Linked DNA regions of Mus musculus: region 2 is linked to region 1. Evidence: chromatin contacts called from public Hi-C data. All regions are on one chromosome and are shown on one strand. Each heading gives the region's core, a stretch centred on a gene start, on an enhancer-like site or on the middle of the called end of the contact. The rest is flanking DNA. Distances are from core to core; before and after follow the strand shown. Region 1 holds the start of Ncoa5 (nuclear receptor coactivator 5). Region 2 overlaps Cd40 (CD40 antigen).

Region 1 (7,100 bases), core at 2,654-5,153:
GCCTGTGGACCTTTTGATAACTAACTCTTTACATTCAGAAAAATGCCTTTTCCTAACAAGGAATGTCTACAAAGATCCCAATGTCTGTTTGATAACTTCAGATTTACTCCACTTTGATTTATCAGTGTGGATGTGAAAGTAGATATGTGGCCATTTTAATTTTTTCCCAAAAGTTGCATTTAGATAGTAGAACAAAATGCTTCAAAGAGGACCCCAGTAACAAAGCAATAACTCCTAGCTATGGCTTGGAGAGTTAGCAGTCTGCACTTCATTGCCAGAGAGCTGGATAACATGCTTCAAAAACAATAAACTCAGTTTGTTGCTGGAATTTCCAACTCCAATAAGCCCATATAAAAACACACAATCCAATTATTATAATTATATGCTATAAGCCTAGATTGGGCAGATCTAATACTAGCCTAACTTATTCCCCAGCTATAAGACACTTTGCTACTTGCAGTTTCTCCTGGCCAAGTGGTTCTGGTCCATCATGGCTTCTTCCTCCTCCTCCTCCTCCTCCTCCTCTTCTTCTTCAGTCCCCTCTCCTTTCCCTCTCATCCTCTTCTACCTGCCCAATCACAGGTGTTTACTGACCAGTTCAAATGGAGAGAAGGCTCACAGGAGATCACTTGATGGGCTGCTCTCAGAGGCAACCCCTTGGGGAAGCAGAATTAACATCAGAATACAAACAGCATCTGGATGACCCACAACAGTATATTAAAGGAAAGCCATCAGATCGTCTAGGATGTGGACCAGAGAGCCCATAACTATGTAGTTAACTAACTTAGGCCTCTGGAAATCTGTGCTGATGGTCCTATTTCTTATGGAAGTCACAGTGTGATTACACTTTACAGTTTTCAGGGATTGTGTGTTTCCATGTTTTAGCTACTGTCACATCATTTTCTTTCTGACAGTTAATGTTTGTGGGTTATTTCTAGCTGAACAGGATTTAGGGAGACTTCCAAATAAAGGGCCTAACTGTATGTTATACTGCATAAGCTGAAGGAATAAACAGGCTATTGGAACCCTGGTACTTACTGCCTTATTACCCTTACCTTTCATTAAAATGTCTATCAGTGAGAGTAACAGAGGATCATCTCCCATTGGGCACTGCTCTTTTAGCTATCTGACAGTTTAAACTCTGTTTAAGCAGAATAGTCTAGCCAACAGTATATGCTGTTCATAGAACAAATCTTTTAACACACACACACACACAAAACATTTGTTAAAAATACTTTTAAAGAGAGCTTTAAAAGTATTAGCCTCAAAGACTAATCATTCATAAAACACAGGAAGCAATAGAGTAGAAAGAATTCTTCTTTGGGGGAACATTGAACTGGAAGAGTTCATGGGAAGACAAAGGGAAAGTCATAATGAGATTGCTGTCATCTCTGCGACATACTTGCATGAGGTTAGCATACAAAGAAGCCTCAGAACTCCTGTACTGTGGATACTATACAACATAGCTACTTTTTCTTTTGAAATCTTTCATCTCCAACAATATCTTGAACGTGTTCTTGGGCAAGAAATTTTCAATTTTACTGAGCTCTCATTTCTGTATATGCACAAAACTTTGTAACACATATAACACCACCAATGCACCCATCTTACAAACCAACTTAGAGAACAAAAGAGTAGTATTTACCATGTGCACTGCTAGCTGAGGATTCCCTTTGCAACTAAGCACCAATGGTGAGTTTAGAAACAGAGACAACATTTGTCACGTGGGGAGTCAAAACCTGAAGAAAACTGAAGGGCACATTCCAAAGGTTTCCTTTTTGTAAAAGGTTTTCCATTCTTAAATGCACAGGTGAATTCAGTTCTCACAGTGCAGGAAGCTTTTAAAGGCACTGCCATCTGCAGGCCGCAGGCATGGAATGCCTGGAATAGTTATTTACAATAAAGTTTCAGAGCAAAGCATTGTTTATTTAGCTTGGGGCACTGGTAGATGAGGCTCCACTTGCTGATGTTCGGAAATGGGACTTCCAAGTCAAATCAAATTTCCCTTGCTTCTTTGTACATTATTGCTCCTGAGAAGTTTGGGACCAATGGATGATCTTATGTTTAGTTCTATTCTGTGCTCAACCTGAGGTCAGCCCCCCAAAATACAGACTTCTTGTCATACAGCCCTTGGTGCTGGGGTATCTGGAATGGTCCAAGTTGGCTTTTCTGAATTTCCTTTCAGAAAATAAAGTAAATCTGCTCTCACACTTTTTAAAAACTGAATTTATGATCAGATAGCTAATGGGACATGAAACTGCTGATATCTAGAAAAATACCTTCCATTTAGTCTTGCAATGTGGTTGTTTTGCTAGCACATTATACAAGGAGAAGCAGTCTCCTATGTTTCGGTAGAGACTAATGCATGTCTAGGGGCTCAAAAAATATATGAAAGAGGAAAGACGAGCTAAATGGAAGAGACAAACCAAAAGGAAGGCAGGCATGCACGCTAACCATCAGTCAAGTGGTCTCCAATCCCCACAAGGCAAAACTAGAGCCTTGTTCCAAAATGTTGATACAAAGTTGCTTTTTCACACTCAGACAGATACAAGTTTAAGTGTTCTGTGGTCAAAAGCCACATCAGGGTTTGCAGAAGCATCCTTTCATGAACTTTCAAGGTGGCTACCACACCACAATACTGTAAGAAAGCGAGGAAACACACCCAGTACATCTGAGGGATGGTTCTTGCAGCTCCTGAGATTAGCGCTTCTAAAGGACAACCTTTTACAATGAGAAAGCTCAGAATATTTATCATCACCCTGAAGATCCCGGGACACCCCGGGACATTGCAATGGGAGCTGGAATGCCGCAGGGGGAAAAATTCCATATACAGTGAAAGACATAACATGACAATTAACCCCGTACTCCAAGGGCAGCGGTTCCCAAAGCCTGGAGCGCACAACTTCAGGAGGAACAAGGACACAAGTGTTTATTTTAATAGACAGGTATTTATTTTTTTTATGAGCGTTAGAGAAATAACTGGCTTTCCATTATACCGTTTGGGGTTCAAAATTTCCGCCTTAAACAAATGCATTTAAGGAGGGAGGGTCAGAGTCAGTTTAAAGAAAAACATTTAACATTTGGTATCTAGTACAGATGTAGGCGGACTTGTAAAGGTGCAGCGCGAGGGACGGAAGCTGGGGAGACGTGGTCCTAAGCAAAGCCCCTGACCCGCTACCGGGGTGCGGGAAGGGCCCTGGGAAGCCAGTAGGTTCCGGCGCCGTGTCCGTACGAACCTCCGGCACAATTTCTCTCGCCCGGTTCTCCGGGCCTAGGGTCCACGTCCATAGAATGGGCGAGCTGTCACACAAGTTGACATCTCGAGAATACGCCCAGGGCGACAGCGCTCCCTAGGCTGCTTGGCGCCTGGACACCGCCGCCGAGACCGGTATCCTGGACCCGGGTTCGAAGCCCTCCAGTGCCACTGACTCACAAGAGCTCCCCTCGCCCACCAAAGCCCCGGGCGAGCGACTTCACAGACTCTCGAGTGCAGGGCGTGCTCGATCCTACAAAGAAGCCTCAGCAGCTTGCGACCGAAACGGGCCGCGGTGCCCACCTCAGCGCACGGTCAGTCGCTCGCTCGCCTACTTGGGTCCGCCAGACTCGGGTCTGGGCCGGACCGGACCGGACCGGACCGGAGCCGGAGGCAGCCGCGCCCCGCTCCGGGGCATGCGCAGCCTCGCGCGTGCCCGGAGAGCAGGCCGCGCGTCGAACGGGCCCTCCCGCCTCAGCGTCCCCGTCGCCCCCCCAACCGCCTGCCCATCAGTACTACGCCTCGGCGGACGGCCACCGCTCCCCGGCACTCACCGCTACCGGCGTGGCCGCCTCCCCGCCGCTCCTCCGCCTCAGGCCCGCCGCTGCCGCCTCGGCCTCTGCCCACCTGCCCGCCGTAGGACAAAGGCGCCACCAACCGACTAGCGCGGGCACGAGGCAATGGCGGCCGGGGCGGAGTGTGGAGGTAGGGGCAGAGGGCGCGCACGCAGCGGCGGCCGCGGCAGTGTCGTAAAGAGCCTGCGGGTTTACGGCAGGGCTGAGCTGAGGCGTCCATCTCCTTGGCGACGGGGGCGAGGCGGTGGTTCTGGGGCGGCGGTTGAGAACGCCAGCGGTTGCCTAGTAACGGGGTCTCAGTGGAGGACCCGCTCCACGCCTGCGCCCCGCGCAGGACTGCTGTCTGGCTTTTCCCTTTTCCAGATCCCCTTTCCTCATCCATAACTGTGTAACAAGAACAAGTCCCCCAGTACTTTCATCCCTGTAAAACTTAAAGCCCCGAAAGGCCAAGCATTTGTAGATGGAAAATGTGCAGTGCCCAAACCTGATCACAAGGAACAAAGAGAGCAGAGAGGTGAAGAAAAAGCTGGGTTTAAATTTGCATTTAAATACATTGTGGATCCTATTAGTTGCCTAGCTGTCTCTAGGAGCCAAGAGGCTCCTGGAGATATATTACGGTTTTTTTCTTGAGATATTTCTTTGAGAAATATTCAAGGTCAAAAATTGACTTCAACGTTACTGTCGACCACGAAGCATGTAAAAAAGGTGTGGGTCCCCCCTCCCCCCTTTTAATCTAGAGTTTGTCACAGGGACTGGAATTTACAGTTGTAAATGCTCTCCATGAATCAAAGCTCCGGCTACATGAATCGCCTCGTGCCTCAAATGCCGTAGGGCCTCGTCTTCCTCCTGAACAATACAGGCCAACTAAACTGGTGACTGTGGGATTTGAACACTGTGAGAAGCCCAGTTTCTTTAAACATCGGATCCTATATTCATTCTGCTAGTTGACTCACTGTTTCTTGTACATTTGCTACAAAGACCTCAAAGCGTGGCTGGTAAGGTGATTCTGGGGACAAAAGTGTGTGCTGCCTAGTCTGATGACCTGAGTTCAACCCCATGTACACACACACACACACACACACAGACACAGACACACACACACACACACACACACGCACGCATTAAAACACAAAAGCCATCTGGTATGTCACTGTATATATATATATATATTTGTTTGTATTTCGAGACAGGGTTTCTCTGTGTAGCCTTGGGAACTCACTCTGTAGACCAGGCTGGCCTCGAACTCAGAAATTCGCCTGCCTCTGCCTCCCAAGTGCTGGGATTAAAGGCGTGTGCCACGACGCCCGGTATCACTATACATATTTAATAACAACACTCGGGAGACAGAAGCAGGCAGACAGACCACTGTGCAGTCAAGGCCAGCCTATAAATAAGGAATTGCAGGCCAGCAAGGGAGACCCTGCCTCAAAACTTTTTAATTATAAAATAATTGCTTAAAAGACACTGTGACTTGATATGTATCTACGTGCTAGGCACCATCTTAGCACATCTTAGCACCTTCTGTCCTCTTGGAGAGTAGAGGCTAGCAGAAAGATAGAGCTCAAACTAAGAAGAAATTGCACTAGAGTGTGTAGCTGCACACTGAGATGCGTGCTGGTGGGAAGAAGTCATTCTTGGGCTGTAACTAGAAACTAACTTTACACACAGGCGAAACGGTTGTAAAAAATGATTATAAGAATGTATGAGATTGCCGGGCAGTGGTGGCGCACGCCTTTAATCCCAGCACTCAGGAGGCAGAGGCAGGTGGATTTCTGAGTTCGAAGCCAGCCTGGTCGACAGAGTGAGTTCCAGGACAGCCAGAGCTACACAGAGAAACCCCATCTCGGAAAAAAAAAAAAATCCACAGACACTTACCCTTTTTTCTGTAAAATAGGTCCTAAGGTATGGGCTGCAGAGATGGCCCAGCAGTTAGGAGCAGTTGCTGTTCCTGCAGAGAACCTAGGCTGTTAGCTCACAACTGTCTTTAACTTCAGTTTCAGACTATCCTTTGCAGGCTTCTTGCCTATGCAAACATTGCCTATGAACGTGGTACACTGACATAATATTTAGGCAATATTCTCATACACAGAAAATAAAAATAAATACTTAAAATACATTCTCAATTTAAAAAATTAGGAATCATGTCAACTAGTTTATTGTCTCCATTATGGTTTCTGTTGCTGTGAACAGACATCATGACCACAGCAATTCTTACTAAAAAACATTTCATTGGGGCTGGCTTACATTTCAGAGGTTTGGTCCATTCTCATCATGGCAGGAAGCATGACAGCACATAGGCAGACATAGTGCTGAAGGGGTCGCTGAGAGTTCTAATGTGGATTGGGTAGGCAAGCAGGAGGAGAAAGGGACACACCTCCTAACAGTGCCACTTTGTATGAACCCAAGGGGGCCGTTTTCTTTCAAGCCACCACAGTTGTTAAATGAAGGTATGGACTGGAGCGTGGGGCAGTTGGCAGAATGCTTGCTTACCGTGCAGGAAGTGTGGCAATGCGTCTCTAGTACTGCAGAAACTGGTGTGGTCTTGCAAGCCTATACTCCTGGCTCTCAGGAGGTGAAAGGAGATCACAAGTTCATGGTCCACTACACAAAGAGTTGGAGGCCAGCCTGGGCAACGTAAGCTAAAGGCAAAACACTGTTGATTTTAGAGATGGTATCTTGTCACACCCCTAGGCCAGTGTGGCTTTGAACCACTGTGGTAGGCAGAATAATGACTGCTAAAGATGCCTGTGTCCTCATTTCTGGAACCGGTGAATCTGTCTCCATGGTAATAAGAATAATGCCCTTGGTTTTGATGTAGGAGCTATCCCTAGGTTGTCTAGGTAGGCCCATATAGTTGCACGGGTTTTTCTAAAGGGAAGTGAGAATCTCAGAGTCACAGAAGGAGACATGCTACAGAGGCAGAGGAGAGACAGGGAGAGGGCAGAAGAGAGAGATGGAAGGAGATGGGGAGGGGCTAAAGGGAAGGGTGATAGCTTAGATATGAAGCGTCCCTCACTTGATCTCCAGATGGAGGTGCTGTATGGGGAAGCTGTGGAAAGTTCGGGGAGTAAGGGGCTATCTGAAGGTGAGGATTGATCCCTGGTGCCTTCAAGTTCTGATGCACCAAAATTTGAGAAGCAGAAACCTCACGCTCCTACTGCCGTGCATTCTCTGCTGTGATGGGCTGGGAAGCCCTGTAACTGTGAGCGTAATAAATCCTTCCTCCAGCAGGTGCTTTCCTCGGGCATCTGCTGGGGGTCGGAGGAGAAGGA
Region 2 (7,100 bases), core at 2,551-5,050, 40 kb after region 1:
AAGAGAGTCGCATCTCAGTGCAGGAGCGGCAGGTGACAGACAGCATAGCCTTGAGGCCCCTGGTCTGAACCCTGGAACTGCTTTGGAGGCGATGGCTCGGCTCGGGAGCAGGGGCCTGGCTCTGAGGACTGCTTGCTGACCTTTGAAGTTTGAGATGAGCCAAGACAGAGCCCAGTGCAGCTAACTCTCATGCCTGCCCCCTATCATTTCTCAACTTGCTTTTTAAGGATGGAGGGAGAGCTCGGGCATCGGGGGTCCACAGTGATACCTACCAAGTGCAGCAGTGCAGGACCCAGAGTCGTCTTGCTGCGGCGTTCACTGTAAGGAGTCATGGACACAGGAGTCCGTGGCCCACAGCTTGTGCTGCTAGAGGGCACCTGGTTGCCCATCAGCAGGGTACTGGCTAAATAAATCTGTAATTATTTATACAATGACATCTCAGAAACTCTAGCAGGTGGGGCAGAAAACAGGTAGTAGAATGATGGGTAGAGAAATAGCTTTTAAAACACATTCCAAGGCAGGTAAGATGGCTTTTGTGAGTAAAGGAGCTTGCTGCCCAAACCCGGTTACCTGATTTTGATCCCTGGGACTTCATGGTAAAAGGGAGAGAACCAAATCCAGAGGGTTGTCATTTGACCTCCATGTGTGCTCTGTGGTAATGTACCCCGTGTGTGCACATGTGCACATATCCTAAAATGGATGTGGTGGTGTATTGTAGAAATTATTTAATCCCGCCCTGGGGTTTCTACCTGTGTGTTACCATTTAGTTCTTGAATAAAAGACACACTCAACCTTTATATTTACAATAAGCCTTAAACAGCACAAGAACTGGGCACCTGCCTACCCTGTATGCTATTTGAATCTACTTTCCTATTGATAACCCCCAGTTATTACTTACTACTTACTATGTTTCATCGGGGCTGCTCTTATCTCCTATTGGCCAGCCCCAGGTCCATGTTCTCTTAAACTCTCCTAATCCATGGTGGCTTCTCTTTCCTCCATTCACCTCTTCTCTCTCTTGGTTCTCTTCTAACGCCAAGCCCAGGAATACTAAGCCCCACCTATGTCTCTTCTGTCTAGCTATTGGCTGCTGGCATCTTTATTTACCAATCAGAAATAACTTGGGGTCACTTGGGGGGGTTGTCTACAGTACAGACTCCAGGTCTTGGGGCCACAAACCCATTACAATACAGAGCAAGATCAAACCTCAACAGTGGTGCATGCCTGTAACCCTAGCACTCAGGAGGAAGAGGACTAGGAGTTCAAGGCTAGCCTTGGATATATAGTTAACTCAAGGTCAGCCTGGGCTACATGATTGTCTTAGTTGGGGTTTTATTGCTGTAAACAGACACCATGAGCAAGGCAACTCTTAAAAGGACAACATTTAATTGGGGCTGGCTTACAGGTTCAGAGGTTCAGTCCATTATCCTCAAGGCAGGAACATGGCAGCATCCAGGCAGGCATGGTGCAGGAGGACCTGAGAGTTCTATATCTTCATCTGAAGGCTGCTAGGCTGAAGCTGACTTCCAGACAGCTAGGGTGAGGGTCTTAAAGCCCACACCCACAGTGACACACCTACTCCAACAAGGCCACACATCCTAATAGTGCCACTCCCTGGGCCTAGCATTTACAAACCATCACAATGATACTGTCTCAAAAACAAACATTAAAGAGCAACAACTTCTCCCAACAACCCGAACCATACACACAAAGCCACACATCCTTCAAACAGTTTTTATATACGATATGACAGTATGTAAGCAGGCTGCATATTATATTTGAATACAGTATGTATAGATATGGAAGGAAAGCTAAGATACCATGAATGCCTGTGTGGGTAAAACAAAGCATTGAAAATCCCAACTTTGACAGTGGTCTAGCGAGATGGGTCAGGGCTAGGAGCAGCAGCTCCTGCGAAGGCTCTGGGTTTAGTTTCCAGCCCTCACACAGGGCATATGTGTATCATGTGTGCACTGTCCACACAGGTGGAACACTTGTACACATAATATAAACGAACTATCTTTTTTAAAAAAAGAATGGTGTGGTCTGAAGTGGGTGGGTGGGAGTGTTGTGTTTCCAATAATGCTTCATTATTTTTCCAAGAGAACAGAAGATTCATATAATGATTATGTAATTTTAAAAAACCATCAAACATGTACAAAGGAGATGAAGGGTGGACATGCTGGGTTTGCTGTTAGGTTGAAAGAATTAGGATCTTTTCTGAGCTTAAGTAAGAGTGTCCCCAGACTGCTGTGTCTCCAGGGAGTTTTGCCTGTGTGCTCACAACCAGCAGCAAGCTTGCAAGGCTTCAGGTACACAGAAGCAGCCTTGCAGGGCAGGCAGGGTCGGTGTGCCTCGCTGTTTTGCAGGGGTGCAAATGGGTAAAAAGAGGTGGAGTGACTTGCCATCGGTGACACAGGGCTGTGCAGTGGCCCATGAACTCTCATCTCCAAGCTGCTCCAAGATCTGGCTCTCTGCTTTCCAGAACCTAGGCATGGTGGGCGACAGCTTTCAGGGAGATCCTGGGTCCCTCTCCTGCCCCACGACAACATCTCGGGATAAAAATAGACCATCCTGTTCTCTTTTCCTGCTGTGCCAACTGTAGGGGAGCCTAGCCAGGAGGAGCGGCAGATGGAGTGGGAGCAGAGGGGAGGGAAGGAAGGCCGGGGGACAAGGAGGGGAAGGAGGAGACGTGCCTGAAAGAGGGTTCCCGCAAGACTCCTACTGAGGTTTAACCCGTGGGTCTCAGGATGTTTGGATCCCACTGCTTAGAGGGTGGAGCTGGCAGTGGCTGGTCCTGATGGAAGCCGGGGATGCTGAGGGACGAGGGTGCAGCTGAAAGCCAAGAGAAGGACACCTGGCTTTGGCAGTCTTCCCAGAAGAGCTTCCAGGGCCATTTGGTGGCACCAGGTGGAAGCTTCAGTTTAGAAAGCAGAGGGAAGTATGACAGAGGGGGAGGAGAACTTTAGGGTCTAATACTCATCCCCTGCCTAGAGCCCAAATGTTGGTGGCGCTAACTTCCATGGCAGGGTGTGTGTGTGTGTGTGTGTGTGTGTGTGTGTGTGTGTGCGCGCGCGCGCGCGCGCGTGCGCGTACACATGCATGTGTGTTGGATAGAGGCAAAAGACTCATCTCCCACCTGTTACCTGAGTGATCTTGGGCCAGTCACTGCCACCTTTGCCTCTGTTAGAGGGCAGCTGTCACACCCTCGCGGCAGGTGCTGGTGGCGGTGGTGGCTTCCAGACTCTCCTCCAGGTTACAGGTTCTTGGATTTGAAGGAACAAAGTGACCAACTGTGAGGGTTGCCGAGAGACAGATTGCTGGGCCGCACCTCCCATGTTTCTGGCTCAGATCTGGGACCAGGACCAAGAATTTGCATTTCCAGCAAGTTCCCCAGGTGGTCCTGATACTGCAGGATCAGAGAACACACTCTGAGTACAGTTGCCCTTGGCTCACATTGCTGTGTAAGCAGTGGGTTTCCTGTTGGCTTTGGGATTAATGGTTGGGGCTTCCCCCATCCTGGATACTTTTGTGGCTGTGGTGGCTGCAGGCCAGGCTGGGAACAGCTAGGAGAGTGAGTGCCCAGGAGCACACACTATCAGTCCAGCTAATTGAGATAGTGTCTTATGCACGCCAGGCTGGCCTGAAACTCACCACACGGCAGAGGAGGGCAAGCTGACCCTCCAGTGCTGGGGTTATCAGCATGAGCCACCAGAAACAGTTCAGTGCAGTTCAAGGGACTAAACCTGAGGCTTTATGCATGTCAGGCAAACACTATGTCAGCTGAGCTGCCTCCTATCCCTGAGGGGTGACCACACCCCGTTTCCCTAGAGTGATGTAACCTCACACGCCCACAGCCTGCGCATGGTCCTGCTGCTTTTTGTCTGTCACTTTCTCGGTTCAACGTGTTCCCTGGCTCAACTCCCTGACTCACTGTCTGCTTCCATTCATGTCTCTGGTCGGCTTCTGGAAGTTTCTTCCGAAAGTCTGCAGAGCCAAGCATAGCAAAGTAACTTTTGTATCTTTTAGCATCCCTCCCAGAGGGAAGAGGTGGGCATGCTCTGGTTCTACAGCAGCTTAACATGAGCTGTCTGTGATGCCGGGAGTTCCCTACAGTATGGGCTTCTGCCACACATCCCTGATGAATGAATGACTGGTTTTCTAAGGATCCTTCCTGTCCAGCCTGAATGTTAAAGGGAGGACCAGCAGGTGTTGGGGTGGCAGAGATGGAGGGGTGCCTGTGATGCTGATAGTGGCCAGCAGGTGGCAGCAAGGTAACACTCTAAAGTCCTTGCTGGCTGCTTGACAGTCCTAGGTGATGATAGCTCTGCTTTGAGCTGGCTCTGCACAGGGCCCATGCTTTGGAAATGAGGCCTGTCCTCCTGCCTTCCTCACTCCTCAGTTCTGATTAGAACTTAACAGGCAGTCTCAGTCTGAACACTCATCTGAGGTGTGGGATCGTACTGCACCCATTTCACAGATGGGGCTTAGAGGCCAAACAACTTGTTCGGATTAGAGCTGAGATCTAGATCTAAGTTCGTTCCCATCAAGACTGGGACAAACGGGGGTCTGAGCTGGGCAACTAAGCGGTCGAGGATGTAGGTCTGGAGACTAGAAAAGATGAGGCCACCTGGGCCAAGATCCCTTCCCTGGGGCAAAGTCTATTGGCTCTTAAAGGTGCTTCTCAGGGGGGAATGAGAGGGTTCTGCGTTGTTTCCCAACACGCAAATGCAGCTAATTTTATAGTTTGAAGGTCTTGTTAATATGGAGGGTTTAGGATGGAAAGACAGGGAATCTCAATGTATTCAATCCTTTGCTTGGCGCGCGCACACACACACACACACACACACACACTATATATATATATATATATATATAGTCCTGACAGGAACATGAGCAGGTCAGGTAGCGTGTTCTAAGCACACCGTCTTCATCCTCTGCCATTCAGGAGGTTGGATGAAGCCCTAGGGGCTTTGGCTGAAGTTGTTACACAATGACCTGGGCCCAAGGCACTGCAACCCAAGACTTGGACACTGCTTTTGGGCAGCCCTACTAGGTACAACGTAGCCTGAGGTGGCCCTTCTCCAGGTGTGCGCACACAGATGCCCTCTCGCAGACTCAGGCTTGCAGTAGGTTCCTTGGGCAGCAGAAGTTATTAAAGGCTGTGCCCCGGAGGAGGATTGCTCTCCCCTGGAGTCAGCCGGGCATAGAAAATTACAAACCCACCCGCCGGGGTGGGGAGATGCAGTTTTAATTTAAAAAGGGGGTGGGGAATCGTGCTGCAGTTTGGGGTGGGGAGGTCCTTCCTGAAGGAGGCTTTTCTGAAACTAGTCGTGTGGTAAAATAAGAATTCTAGAAAGATCACCTGCTGGCAACCCAGCAGGTGTTGCCCCAGGGGCAGTGGGCTGGGTCTGTGCTTCCTCTTCAGCACCAGGCCTTCTGTCTCTTGCCCTGCGGATGTGTCGATCTGGGTCTGTCCGTCTGTCCAGCTAGCCCCTGCCTCCTCCTCACACCAGGCCTCCCTCCCACTTCCTTCAGGGACTGTCTGGCCCTCAATCCATCCTTCCCACTTCCTGCCCACCTCCTTCATCTCCAGCCCCTTCACCACACCCGGGTTCTCTCTCAAACAAGTGTTATTGTTTTGGCTAATTATAAAAGCCATACTCCAGAATCACACCCCCATCGGAGCGATGCACAGGGCCAGGAAAACAAGGCCACCTGTGCGCCTCCCACCATCCTGCCAATCATAAGGTACGGTCCTTTCAGAATTGCTTTCTGTGTGCCACAAATAGTTTTTAAACTTGAGATATTATTACATGCACTGTTTTGTAAGCAGCTTTCTTTGCTTAGCGGGATACACCAGATGTCTCTCCGTGCCAATAAATATATAGAGCCACAACATGGTTTTAATCGCTCCAGATTCCATTTGTATGGCAGGCTCCTGACTAGTTAGGGAGCCCTGATATTGCTGGACTAGAAGCATACTCTCTTCTGGTCTTCCTCTGGATCTTCCTGAGGCTCTCTCTCTCTCTCTCTCTCTCTCTCTCCATCATCCATTTTCTTTCCATCCACTCCCTCTACTACTTTCCTGCCTCCATCCTTGACTTCTCTGGCCCCGGTTGTTCTCTTTGAGCTCTCTGCACCCCGCCGAGGGCTGAGGGGGTCGTCTGTGTTTAACACCCGCTCCCCTGTGTCAGACGTGTGCGCGTCTCATTAGCTAGCCTGTCCCCCCAAGTGAGGCAGGCAGGAGCCACTGTAGCAGCAAGAGGCCTAATTGAATGTAACTAATTATTCACTCCCTTAAATGGGCCTGGGAGGGACGGAATTACTCACTCCGAACTGGGGAGACAGGGAACTGGCCGGCTGGCAAACAAATCCTGGGGCCTGCAGAGAGGCCTCTCCTCGGAATACTAATTAGGGCAGGAGTGATGAAGGCAGGCAGGAAGGCAGAGACGCCTCTTCTGGGTTCTGCCTTGAGTAGGATTTCAGGGGTCTGGAGGGGAAGGGATGCCGGTATGGAGGATCGCAGGACAGCGTTACTGTGTGAGTGGATGGAGCCTGGGCTGGGCGTGGGCTAAGTGTGTGGAACTGAGGGGGAGTGAGTGGGGCAGAGGTGCTGTTGGTACCAGGAGAGCCAGTTGACTAGGAAGATGCCTCTCTGGTCCCCATGGCTGCCAAGTGCAGGCTCTGTACTCAAGGCCAGAAGTCTGCAATACTGGAGAGCTCTAATATCTGGAGGACGCGGTCATCCCACTAGGGTCAAGCTGGGGGCTCAGTTCTGGGTAGCTGCAGCTTGGCCCTAGAATTGTCCTGGGTGAAGACTTGACCACCCCGTTGGGATCTCTGCTCTGACACATGGGCCCGTGGGGTCCAAGCTCTCAGCTAACACACACCCAATAACCTCCACTCTGCTCTGACTTGGGACTGTAAAGAGCAACCTCACAGGGAGTCGGGGAGGTGGGACCTCAAACCTGAGGGGCTCTGGGCTACATTCCTTTGAGCTGCGCTTGGAGGGCACCAGGGACTGCCCAGATATGGAAAAGAGATGAATCAGGCTTGGGGAGGGGGTTACAGACTAGAGAGGGGGTAAGGGGGTTTTG

What was found. Hi-C and Micro-C count contacts between places; a contact is called where the count stands out from the background.
Region 2: a Hi-C map of cerebral cortex shows a contact between it and region 1, with 2.4 times the contacts expected there. The contact joins the enhancer-like site here to the promoter of Ncoa5 in region 1. A contact is called at or near these places in 7 of 484 Hi-C or Micro-C datasets (B cells, the N1E-115 cell line, cerebellar granule neurons and 4 more), 5 of 115 datasets of contacts at active chromatin or transcription factors (bone marrow-derived dendritic cells, embryonic forebrain, embryonic stem cells and 1 more) and 3 of 9 other capture datasets (adipose tissue, embryonic stem cells and pancreatic islet).

What each region holds. Positions count from the first base shown.
Region 1 is chr2:165,030,876-165,037,975 of GRCm38.p6, forward strand. It overlaps Ncoa5 (nuclear receptor coactivator 5), which reads right to left and starts at 3,904. Exons shown (of 8, transcript NM_144892.1): 1 at 3,808-3,904.
Region 2 is chr2:165,070,846-165,077,945 of GRCm38.p6, forward strand. Cd40 (CD40 antigen) reads left to right here. Exons shown (of 9, transcript NM_011611.2): 9 at 1-809. The coding sequence ends at 68. Among named protein-coding and RNA genes, the nearest start is that of 1700025C18Rik, 16 kb to the right of the region's middle. Within about 2 kb of position 3,801, at least 22 of the 459 cell types and tissues checked have an H3K27ac peak or open chromatin away from gene starts, as enhancers often do. A contact at or near this core is called in the N1E-115 cell line, cerebellar granule neurons, cerebral cortex and 2 more, where this site is marked.